3 separate regions of the Sus scrofa genome follow, and regions 1 and 2 are each linked to region 3. A link is a contact called in public HiChIP or PLAC-seq and promoter capture Hi-C data. All regions are on one chromosome and are shown on one strand. The core of a region is the stretch at or near the end of the contact, and the rest is flanking DNA. Distances in the headings are between cores, read along the strand shown.

Region 1 (3,497 bases), core at 546-3,045, 310 kb after region 3:
TTCCAGGATGAAGGAGGTCGGAACTACATTTTGTTAACATTTAGATATTTAAAAAAGACTTGTCACATTTTAATATCTATGAAATTGAGATGCATCATACAACTGATGGTGTCCTAACCTGATAAAATACAGATCTTCAAGCTCAAAATATATATTGCTCAGTGTGGTTTCAATCTTTAAAAACTCTTACGCTCCTGTTTCTTATTTATTTTTTTTTTTTTTGTCTTTTTGCCATTTTTGGGGCTGCTTCCGTGGCATATGGAGGTTCCCAGGCTAGGGATCGAATCGGAGCTGCAGCCACTGGCCTACACCACAGCCACAGCAATGCAGGATCCGAGCCGCGTCTGCAACCTACACCACAGCTCATGGCAACGCTGGATCCTTAACCCACTGAGCAAAGCCAGGGATGGAACCTGAAACCTCATGGTTCCTAGTCAGATTCGTTAACCACTGAGCCAAGGTGGGAACTCCCTCCTGGTTCTTAATTTGTCTGAAGAAGAAAACCACACACTGAGGACAGAATATGGGTGTGAACGGAATAAAAATGAGACAAAGACCTGGTTTAAGGGCCAAAAGATTAGAAAGTCTGGTTCATACTAGACTCTGTAAATTCTGCCCCAGCTCTCTTTGTGCTTCTCAGGTACATTGGACCAAGCAAGCCAAAGGGGTTACAAGTTTTATATACACAGTCTGGTTCTCCCTCCAATGGAAGATAGGGATTAAAACCTATCTGCAGGGCCTGGAACCCCCGGAATGACTTTGTGCTTGTCATAGGTTCCTAGCATTAGACGTGGAAGTCTTTTTTTTTTTTTTCCTTTCTGTAACAATAGATATCTAACAGTTAGTGACCCCTCATTACTTGCCATGCCCCTGATTTAAAGCTACATACATTTTATCTCATTACACTTTCTGAACAATCCTTTAAAGGAGCTATTATTCCTATTCTATACTAAGAAAACTGAAGTTCAGATACGCTGAGACACTGGATCACATACATAGGAAGTGAGAGAGGTGGCCCTCAAAATCCAGTTTTAAAGGTGTCACTCCCCTGCCTATAACTGTCCTGGGTGCTTGCTCCTCTCCTTGGCACACCTCTTCTCTGCTCAACTCCCAAAGCTTTGGTTTAGTGATATCGTTCCCCAGCACGCTCCCTGAGCTTTACACTAGGGAAGAGTCCCTCACATAACATCAGGCTGGGCAGGCACCTTCATCAGTACCTTACACAAAGGTAAACAGGGTTGCAGAGAGGAGCAGGGCCTTGACCAGGCCACCCAGGGAGGTACTGGCCAAGTTCGGCCAGGGCCTTGGGCCCTCCTCTAGCACCACACACGACTGGCAGCGCCCCCGAGATTAACCTGCTTCCAGCTCTGCCATCAATCCCTAGCTCAGAGACTGAGCCAGGCACACTGGGACTCCCGTGCCTTAGTTTTATTTATGTTAAGGAGGGATAATTCCCACAACAGTTCCACCAGCACCCACATCTAGTCTCCGACTCTTTACACCTCACTCCACCCCTCTCCAAAGTCGTGGCCCTCAACCTGGCTTACTCTTCATTCTCGGACCGCTTCCGGTGCGCTTTTCTGACGTCTCCTTCAGCGTCGCTCCCTCTTTACCTCCCTCTACTTTCTTCAGCAGCCTCGACTACCAAGCCTCTCGCCAAAGTTTGTGGCGGAGAGGTTTCCTGTGTCTGAAGTCGCGCGGTATGCTACATTGATACCAACACGCTCCTACTTTTAGCTGGAGTCGCTGCCCCAAACTCGAGGTTGGCGCCCCTGTGACGTCACCGACGCGCGCCGACCTAGGTTGGCGCATGCGCCTTGGGGCGGACTCCGCCGCACAAAGCGCCGTGGGGCTCTTTTCAGTTCGTGTGTTTTCTAGGCGAGGGAAGGCCAGAGGCAGTAGGGTTGGAGTTGGGGTGTGACATGCTTATGAAAGCCTGGAGTAGAGAGAGGCGGGTCGACTTGGAGAGGACTCGAGGGAGGTTGGGCCCCCGGGGTGGGTGGAAACGGGTTGGGGCGGGGCGGGGGGTGGTGATGGAGGAAATGAGTCTCTGCGGTCCCTGGTGAGTGCTCTCTACAGACCATCTGAGGCACTGAAGGATAGAAGGCTTAGGTTCTTATTCTGTCTGCTGTTAGCTAGGTGTGCAACCTCGCTTAAGGCACTTCCCATCTCTGGGCCTCACTTTTCCCCGTTCTGCTTAGTGGGGTTGGACTTGATGGTCTCAGAGTTTTCTAGAGGCTCGGCATATTAGTTTCCGTCAATAAGATGAAAGGCAAGGAGGAGTTCCTGCCGTTGGACAATGGGTTAAGAATCCGACTAGAGTGACCAGCGGTTAGATTCCCCCGGGCACCCCGGGCAGTGGGTTAAAGGATCCTTTGTTGCTACGGCTACGGCTCAGGTCTGAGCGCCTGGGATTCAATCCTTGCCCTGGAACAACTTCCTTATGCCGCGGGTCCGGCCTTAGGTTGAACAAAAAAAGTTAGAAGGCAAGGAGTTGATTCCCATTGCCCCGGGGTTGGGTTCAAGAAGTGTGTCAAGAAGGCCTGGGTGGAGGCCTCTTAGAAGCTACCTTAAGTTTTGCTGAGAGCTGGGCCTGGGTAGGGCCCTGCTCTGGAGAGAAAAGCAATACAGAGAGGTTCTGTGGTGGCTCAGTGGGTTAAGGATTTGGCCACTGTCACTGCTGTGGCTCTGGATACTGCTGTGGCACTAGTTTGATCCCTGGCCCAGGAAATTCCACGCATTCCACTGGCATGGCCAAAAAGAAAAAAAATAATGAAAAATAAAAGCAATATGGTCCATGTATTCTAAGCCAGTGGTTCTCAACTTTCAGTACAGTATAAACTCCTTTTAAAGGAAAAAAAAAAAAATTTCCCAGGGAATCCTGGGAGTATGTCCACACACCTGAGTTTGAGAAATATTTAAGTTTCTTTGGGTGGTGACCTTGTGTCATTTTGATCTTAAACATAAGACTACAGGCCCTGGAACTGAGCATTTACCTTCTATGTATATTACTATCAAAATGGAAACAGAGCATTAAAACTAAAATATGTCATATTTTCAGATGTCTGAGAATACTTAGGAGCCCACGGGATTAAATTTGAGAAATTGCTCTTGGGGTTCCATACTATGTAAACTACCAAATGTATATTTTATTTTTTTAATTTATTTTTTATTCTTTTTGTTTTTTTAGAGACGCACCCGCAGCATATGGAGGTTCCGAGGCTAGGGGTCGAATCGGAGCTGTAGCCACTGGCCTACACCACAGCTACAGCAATGTCAGATCTGAACCGCATCTGTGACCTACACCACAGCTCACGGCAACACCGTATCCTTAACCCACTGAGCGAGGCCAGGGATTGAACCTGCATCTCATGGAGGTCAGATTTGTTTCCGCTGAGCCATGAAGGGAACTCCTGAATGGGTATTTTAAAATAGCAGCACAAGGAGTTCCCATTGTGGCGCAGTGGTTAACTAATCCGACTAGGAACCATGAGGTT
Region 2 (3,486 bases), core at 348-2,847, 260 kb after region 3:
GGGACAGGAAGCTCCTAAGTGCAAAAGGCCAGGGAGGACCTGGGCCACCAGGAAGGCGCTGCCGCTCTTCCTCTCCTCCCTGCTCCTCTGGGGCAGTTGTCCCAGCCCACTTCTCACTCCGCAGACTGGGACCAGGGGGTGAGGCCCCGACGACGGCGTGAGTCAGGAATCCTCGAACTGTCTCCGGACCGTGAGAGCGGAGATCCCTGCAGCCCCAGGGCTCAAGGCCCACGGGCCCCTCTAGACGTTTTCCGCACTGATGTTGCGCATCCTGAGATGACCCTGCCTCGACTCCCGAGGCCCGTTACCCGTATTCACCCCGCTCTCCCTGGAGCCCCAGCAGTTCCCACCTCGCCTCCAGCCCCACCAGCTAGGCGCCTCTACTTCAGGGCGAGAGTCCGACCGAGATGGCCCTGACTGCGCGTCCGCCCCGCCCGGGCCCAGGGGCCGCCCCGACGAGGCGGCCGGGGGAGCTTGAAATCCGCCGGAGGGCAGCCCTCCAGCTCCGCGCGACACAGCGCAGCCGGAGACCCTTACCTCCTCGGCCGGGGCCCCGTGCGCCCCGCGCCCCGCCTGCAGCCGGCCGGCCAGACCACACTCAGCCACCGCGTTCCGCTGGTCGGCGGGGGCCAAACTCCGCCGCCCAAGCCGCCGCGTTCCAACTCTCCCCGACACGCCCCTCGATACGGCTCCGCCAATCCGAGCCCTGGCTCGCAGCGGGGGCGGGGCCTGGGCGCCCACTCTTGGAACTCAAGTTCCCGAGAAATGTACGCGGGCGGAACGGCAGGAGTTTGAGTGGGTTTGCGGTGCGCGCTTGCCCCGGGCCTGCGCTGGGAGTTCTCCTCGTTCGCTCCGGGAGCTGAGTCCCTACTTTCAGGCCCCCGCCCCCCCAGTTTCCCTTTCCGCCGCCACACTCCGCTGGCTGGCTGTTCTCGCCCCGAGGGAGACTGCGTCCTCGCCCGACCGGGGCCTGCCTGCGGGCCAGGAGAATGGGGCGGGAGGCGGTGTGTTATTACTGTGCCTTCTGCTGCCCCTGGCGAACCTCCCTGCTGCTAGCTGACACAGTCCTCTCTCGGCAGCTGAGAGACTGATAATCATAATATTAAAAATGAGCAGCCTTCTCTGTTCTATAGCTTAAAAAATTGTATAGTGGATACTTTCAAACATATCCTGAAGATGCGAATTCAATGGACTCACCTACCCATTCCCGAACGGCAACATTCCGGTCACCAGCGGGTAATATCCCCCCCCCCATCCCCCTCAACACTTCATTTCACACTAGCTTCTTCCTGTTCTTCAAACCCCCAAGGTTGTTCTCACCTTTGTGCCTTTGCACTTCCTTTTCGTCTCCAGATCTTCCCCAGGCTGCATTGTTGGCATTTAAGGTCAACTCAAACTGTCACCTCCTCTGAGGCTTCCCTGACCCACCCCGTCACCCTCTCCTACCTCACCCCGTTTTATTATTTTGGAAAGCTCTTCTCTAAACCTGAGATCATCTGATGAAGTCACTTGTTTACATGTCCGTGGCTATCCCCCCCACCTCGGCTGTGAGCCCGCGCGGGCTGGACTGCTTCTCTCGTTCGTTCCTTTCTCTCCAGTGCCGAGAACTGAGTTCTGCTCTTAGTCAATGGTCTGTCACCCAGATGGGTTTGTCTTACCAAATAGGGCAGACCTGGGCATTGTCTGCCCAGAGGGGCTGGCTCAGGCCAGGGCAGTGCCTGCTGGGCGAGGACCAAAGTGAGAGACAGCAGCTGGAGGAAGAGCTGACCCGGTTCTGCGTGCCTGGCTCACTGGACCTCCTGCTCTGCCCAGGGCCAGGGGGCGGTGCTGGGGGTCTGAGCTGAGCAATGGGGGCTGGCTCTCCTGGGTGGTGTGGACAGGGACTGTGAGGTGGGGTCCTGCGCTGGGATCTGCCTTTCCCAGCCCAGTGGAATGGGCACGTTCCCACAAGGGAAGGGGATGAGGCAAGAGAGGAAAGAACCAGGAGAGGCCTAGAGGAGGAGGAGGGGTGGAAGCGATAGGCAGCCAGCTGTGGCCTCAGAGAGTCCACCTCCACTGCCTTCCCAGCCGTGGTTACCCTCACCCAGCAGAAGCCACGGCCCCACAAAAGTATTTAAACATTTATACTGTGCATTGCCAAGACTTCGTCTTTAAGGATTATACACAAATATCAGGATTTTCAGCTTCTCTTAAACCAGAGGATTTGAAGGTTCCAGTCCCCCATCTCTGCATGGAGCTGTCCCCTTTAGATAGGGCCTGTGTTCCCCCACTCACCACAGTCCCCACCACTCTCATCCCCACTTTACCCACTTACGTACCTGCAGTTGAATACACATTTTTTTGAGAAAGTTATATTTTTAATTTAATGTTTTTAATGTTCAACAAAATTAATGTCAATTCTTTGTTGTTGTTTTTTTGTTTATTTTTTTAGGGTCACACCCTTGACATATGGAACTTCCCAGGCTAGGGGTCGAATCGGAGCTGCAGTCACCGGCCTGCACCACAGCCACAGCAACGTAGGATCCTTAACCCACTGAGCAAGGCCAGGGATCGAACCCACATCCTCATGGATCCTGGTCAGGTTCCTTAACCACTGAGCCGTAAAGGGGACTCCTGTAAATTCTATTTATATAAATTCAGAAAGAGACAGTGTCAGCTTAGGTGATAAAATTATATACAAAGAAGAACAGGAATTTATTATCATAAACACTAGGATAGTAGTTGCCTTATGAAAAGGAGAAAGAAGGGTTCTTCGAAGCAAGCAGGAGAGGGATTGAGGATGCTATAATGTTTGTTTTCTTGACTTAGGTAATAGCTACATGACCACTGGGTTTGCAGTAAGATATTTAGCTGAACACAGAACAACAATTATATATTGTATGTATATGTTTCTGTACATCTATTTGTTATCAGATAGGTTAAATCATATACAGTAAATAAAATACATTGTAAATGACAAATAATTTGGTAATGAATCAACACTTAATTAAAACTCTCATTCTCCTAATTAAATTGATTATAGTCAAACTATACTTCTGATAACCAGAGAATGGAAGGAAAAGATAAACCTCTGAAGACAATGTTATAAATTAAGAGAATGCTAGTTTTAAAGTACTCTGATAAAATGACATGTCTTTTAATCATTGCTTTTATTATGAAAATTAATTCAAATGTAATGCCCTTAGTGTTTCTATTTTTCTTTTTTCTTTTTTTTCTTTTTTGGTTTTAGTAGCTCTGTAATAAGTCAATTGACTACAAAGATTTTCTCCCATGGAATAAACATTTGAGTTTAAGAGTTCTGCTGGCATAGCCAGGCCTCCCTCTCCACCAGACAGAAGAGAGAGAGAGACCAGGCCCCAAGATCCCAGAGGCTGCGTTATAACCAGGGAGATGCGTAGAGAGAGACACAGGGAAATGCCATCCCAAGTACACACATGCTTGTCGCTGGGGGTGGGGGGATAGGGATGGAGGGAGCTTGGAGCTTTG
Region 3 (3,675 bases), core at 369-2,868:
CTTGAATTTTTAAACCTCTCATTTGAAAAAAGCCAAGTCTAAAACCCAACTCTTAAGGCTCTCAGAAAGGGAAATCCAACGCACAAAATAATTCAGAACAACCAGAGCAAAGTCGGAAAGGTTCCCACAATTTATCCCAACAGGTGGTTTCCATGCAAACCAGGATTTTTGAGGTTCTATGACAAAGCCCCTCATCTAGCTGACCTGCTTATATTGTACACCTATGTAAGTAGCCATTTTTATACAGAAATACTCAAGAGAAAAAGCTAGGGATTCCCAGTGTTTATAATTTTCAAACAAATCCTAACCTTTATATCCAGGATACTCTCAATATGGCATAAGACATTTTAAGTAAATTAAACGTTGCCTTTCAAAGCAAGAATTTCAATTTCAGGAGACAGTGAGAAACTTGAAACGATACAGAATCCAAGGCGGGGGGAATCTCAAATTAAGCAGTAATACTGTATTTCTTAAATGTGTATACTTGTTCATATACAATCCCATTAGGAAATACAAAACGTTCTTCCCCCTTTACTGGTATTAAAACTCACTTATATAATTGAAGTTATAAATTAATAAAAGAGCATTCTATTTTGACAAATACTAAACCAAAGCTGGAACTGCATATAAAGTGTATCACTACAAACTTTATAAAACTTCTAGGTGCAATCAGACAAAGAGCAACAAACAGTATATACATCTTAGCAACCATGAGATAACAAGCTAAAAAAATAAGATGACACTTCGATTCACAGCGTGCCCTTAACCAAGAAAATTCCCACATACTGTTATATGCATTAAGATTAAAAACTCCCGTTCGTACACAAATTAAACAGATTAACGCAGCATCCCTCTTCCCCATCCTCCCCTCCCCTCGAAGGTCAAAGGGCGCCAGACAAAAGACAACAAAAGCACGTGATAAAAGTTTCTCCCTACGCGCTCTCCAGGCCTAGAGGCTGCGCGCCTCGCCCGTTCGGGGTCCGGAGTGAGCTGGGCCCAGACCAAAGGGCTGAGACCCACTGAAGTAAGGAGGGGGTCTGCCGGGACCTGCAGGGAGCAGCTCCCAGCCCCGGGGAAGGGGCGCAGGGCGCTGAGGATGTGCCGGGGCGCGGGCGCCTCCCGAGACCACTGGCGGAAGCGCGGGGCCAGAAGCGAGGCCTGTTACCTTTTCTTGCTCCTCGCGGAGTCGCGCCACCTCCGGGGCGCGCAGCGGCGCCGCGGCCGAGGCCGAGGCCGAGATGTGGGGCTCGGGGTCGGGCGAGGCCTCCATGGCGGAGGCGCCGGGGCCTCAGCGGGGCGAACGAGTCCTAAACAAGTGTTTATGGAGGCGGCGTGGCCGGCGGCTGCCCAGCGCCCGCGTGCTCGCCCTCATGCACTGCGCACCCCGCGCTGAGGAGGCCGCGCCCGCCTTCTCCGCTACCGCGGCGGCCGCTGCTCCCGTCCGGGCTGCCCGCGGCCGCATCTCACACGCGCATGCCGCCCGCCACCGCCGCCACCGCGGGCTCGGAGCAGCAGGCCGGCCGTTGAAGGGGAGAAGCGCCGATCCGGTGCGCCTGGGCCGAGCCAGGCGTCCTGTGGCTGCCGCGCCTCCTCCCCGCCTCCTCCGCAGGCCCCGCCCCTCGCCCCGCCCCGCGCGGCACGCAGGATGCGCGCTTCCTCCTCCCCTCGTCCCGCCCCAGGTGAATCACGTGGTGTAGGAGCGGAGCGAGGCGGCTGGCTTAACTAAAGATTATTCTGCTTGTAGCCCTCTGGAAGCCTTCATTCTAGCGAAGACGGATGCTCAGTTCAAGGAGGTGAGCCCTGTCTTGGCCTTGTGCACCCCCTTCATCCCCCCAGGTGTTTAGCGCTGCATCTGGCGGTAAGAGCTTAATTGATGCACTAATACTGCTTCATAAGCACATTTAATTTTTGGCAAATTCAACCCTTTCTTGTGCCCGTCTAATGAATTAAAATAAGCAATTAAATTTTGCATGTATGTTAATTACTGCACATATAAGTTTTCCTCATATAAAGCTATTGTGCTTAAATTAATATATTGCCATGTGTGGTCTGTTTAAGAGGCTTTTCGAGAATAACTTTGCCCAGGGTAGTCCCCGTCACTGGCTCAGCTTAACGAACCCGACTCATAGCCATGAGAAGGAAAGTTCCATCCCCTGGCCTCACTCAGTGGGTTAGGGCTCCTGTGTTGCCATAACTGTGGTGTAGGTCACAGATGAGGCTAGGATCTGGCATTGGTGTAGGCCGGCAGATTCGGCCCCTAGCCTGGGAGCTTCCATGTACCAAGGGTGTCGCCCTCAAAAGACAAAAATAAAAAACTTTGCCCATACTTTTTCTTTTATTTCAAAACTCCTGTAACCTCTTTCTCACTCATCCTCTGTACACAGTAGGCACCCAATTAATGCTTACTGAATGGAACTGGCCTTTCACTAACAAGCATCCCTGCTCCAATCCCTAACAGTAGGGTTGGGTTCTGTTCCTTCAGCATTGTGCAGTTGGGAATGAGCTGGGAGGTGTCTGCAGGTCACACCCTCATCTAGCTGCTTGCTGGATTTCTCTTCCCTTGTGGCCAGCACCCTTTTTCCATTTGCTTCAAAGAAGCAAGAAAAACCTGGCAAATGGTAGATGTTAACTGCTCTCTTTTCCTCACTGCATAACCAAGATCAGTATGTCTAAAACAGACAGACTCTGACTACTTTATACCACCATCATCTCCCTGTCCTGAACTACTTCAGTAGCTCCTTCTCTGGTCTCCCTGCTCTCACTTTTGCCCCCCGTAATGGACACTGGCAACTGCCCACCCTGACTCCCCTCAATCAGATGTACAGCCCTGGCCCACATAGCCCCTGTGCCTGTGGGAAGCTTATCTACTCCCAGCTCCAATCAAAGAATAATGCATCTTCCTTGTAAGTGATTAGTTTAGGAATGGGCATGTGACACTCTACAGATAGAGGTTTGCTGGAGGCTTCTGAGAAATTACTTCCTCGTTCTTTTCAAGTGCACCCATCAAAAATCTATCCTCCCCTTAGCTCAGAAGTACAAAGTATATGGCCCTGGGTTTTTTAGGTTGAGGAAGAACACCTAGACACATCCTAGACTCAGAATCAAGTTGAATCTGTGACCAGCAGAGCCAAGAGACAGAACCTGAGTCCTTGGCTATGTCATGGCATTTGATTCGGGGATAAATCGGCCAACTCTGAAGCCTCCATTACTTCTAGACTTCATTTTAAAGGGCCAGTAAATTTCCTGACTGATCAAGGCAGTTTGCATCAGGCTTGCTTGCCTGCCTGCCTGCCTTCCTTTCCTTCCTTCCTTCCTTCCTTCCTTCCTTCCTTCCTTCCTTCCTTCCTTCCTTCTTTCTTTCTTTCTTTCTTTCTTTCTTTCTTTCTTTTTTCTTTTTAGGGCCATACCTGCTGTATATGGAAGTTCCCAGGCTGGGGTGAAATCAGGGCTGCAGCTGCCAGCCTATGTCTCAGCCATGATGACAACAGATTCAAGCCACATCTGCAACCTACACCACAGCTTGCGGCAACACAGGAGCCTTAACCCACTGAGTGAAGCTAAGGATTGAACCCACATCCTCATGGTTACTAGTAGGGTTCTTAACTGGCTAAGCCACAACGGGAATTCCCGCACCAGGTTTTCTGTCACTGACAGAGTGACCAAAACTGATGACCA

Evidence for each region. Promoter capture Hi-C pulls out the DNA fragments that hold promoters and counts their contacts. HiChIP or PLAC-seq counts read pairs in DNA pulled down with a chosen protein or histone mark.
Region 1: a contact with region 3 is called in a promoter capture Hi-C map of liver, with 4 times the contacts expected there. The contact joins the promoter of POP4 here to the promoter of URI1 in region 3. A contact is called at or near these places in 1 of 5 promoter capture datasets (liver), 2 of 47 Hi-C or Micro-C datasets (embryonic fibroblasts and heart right ventricle) and 1 of 2 datasets of contacts at active chromatin or transcription factors (alveolar macrophages).
Region 2: a contact with region 3 is called in an H3K27ac HiChIP or PLAC-seq map of alveolar macrophages. The contact joins the promoter of PLEKHF1 here to the promoter of URI1 in region 3. A contact is called at or near these places in 1 of 5 promoter capture datasets (liver) and 1 of 2 datasets of contacts at active chromatin or transcription factors (alveolar macrophages).

Annotation. Positions count from the first base shown.
Region 1 is chr6:39,732,821-39,736,317 of Sscrofa11.1, reverse strand. POP4 (ribonuclease P protein subunit p29) reads right to left here and starts at 1,795. Exons shown (of 7, transcript XM_003127004.4): 1 at 1,548-1,795. The coding sequence starts at 1,554.
Region 2 is chr6:39,784,312-39,787,797 of Sscrofa11.1, reverse strand. It overlaps PLEKHF1 (pleckstrin homology domain-containing family F member 1), which reads right to left and starts at 1,597. Exons shown (of 2, transcript XM_005653260.3): 1 at 1,321-1,597.
Region 3 is chr6:40,041,263-40,044,937 of Sscrofa11.1, reverse strand. URI1 (unconventional prefoldin RPB5 interactor 1) reads right to left here and starts at 1,618. Exons shown (of 11, transcript XM_003355831.4): 1 at 1,166-1,618. The coding sequence starts at 1,270.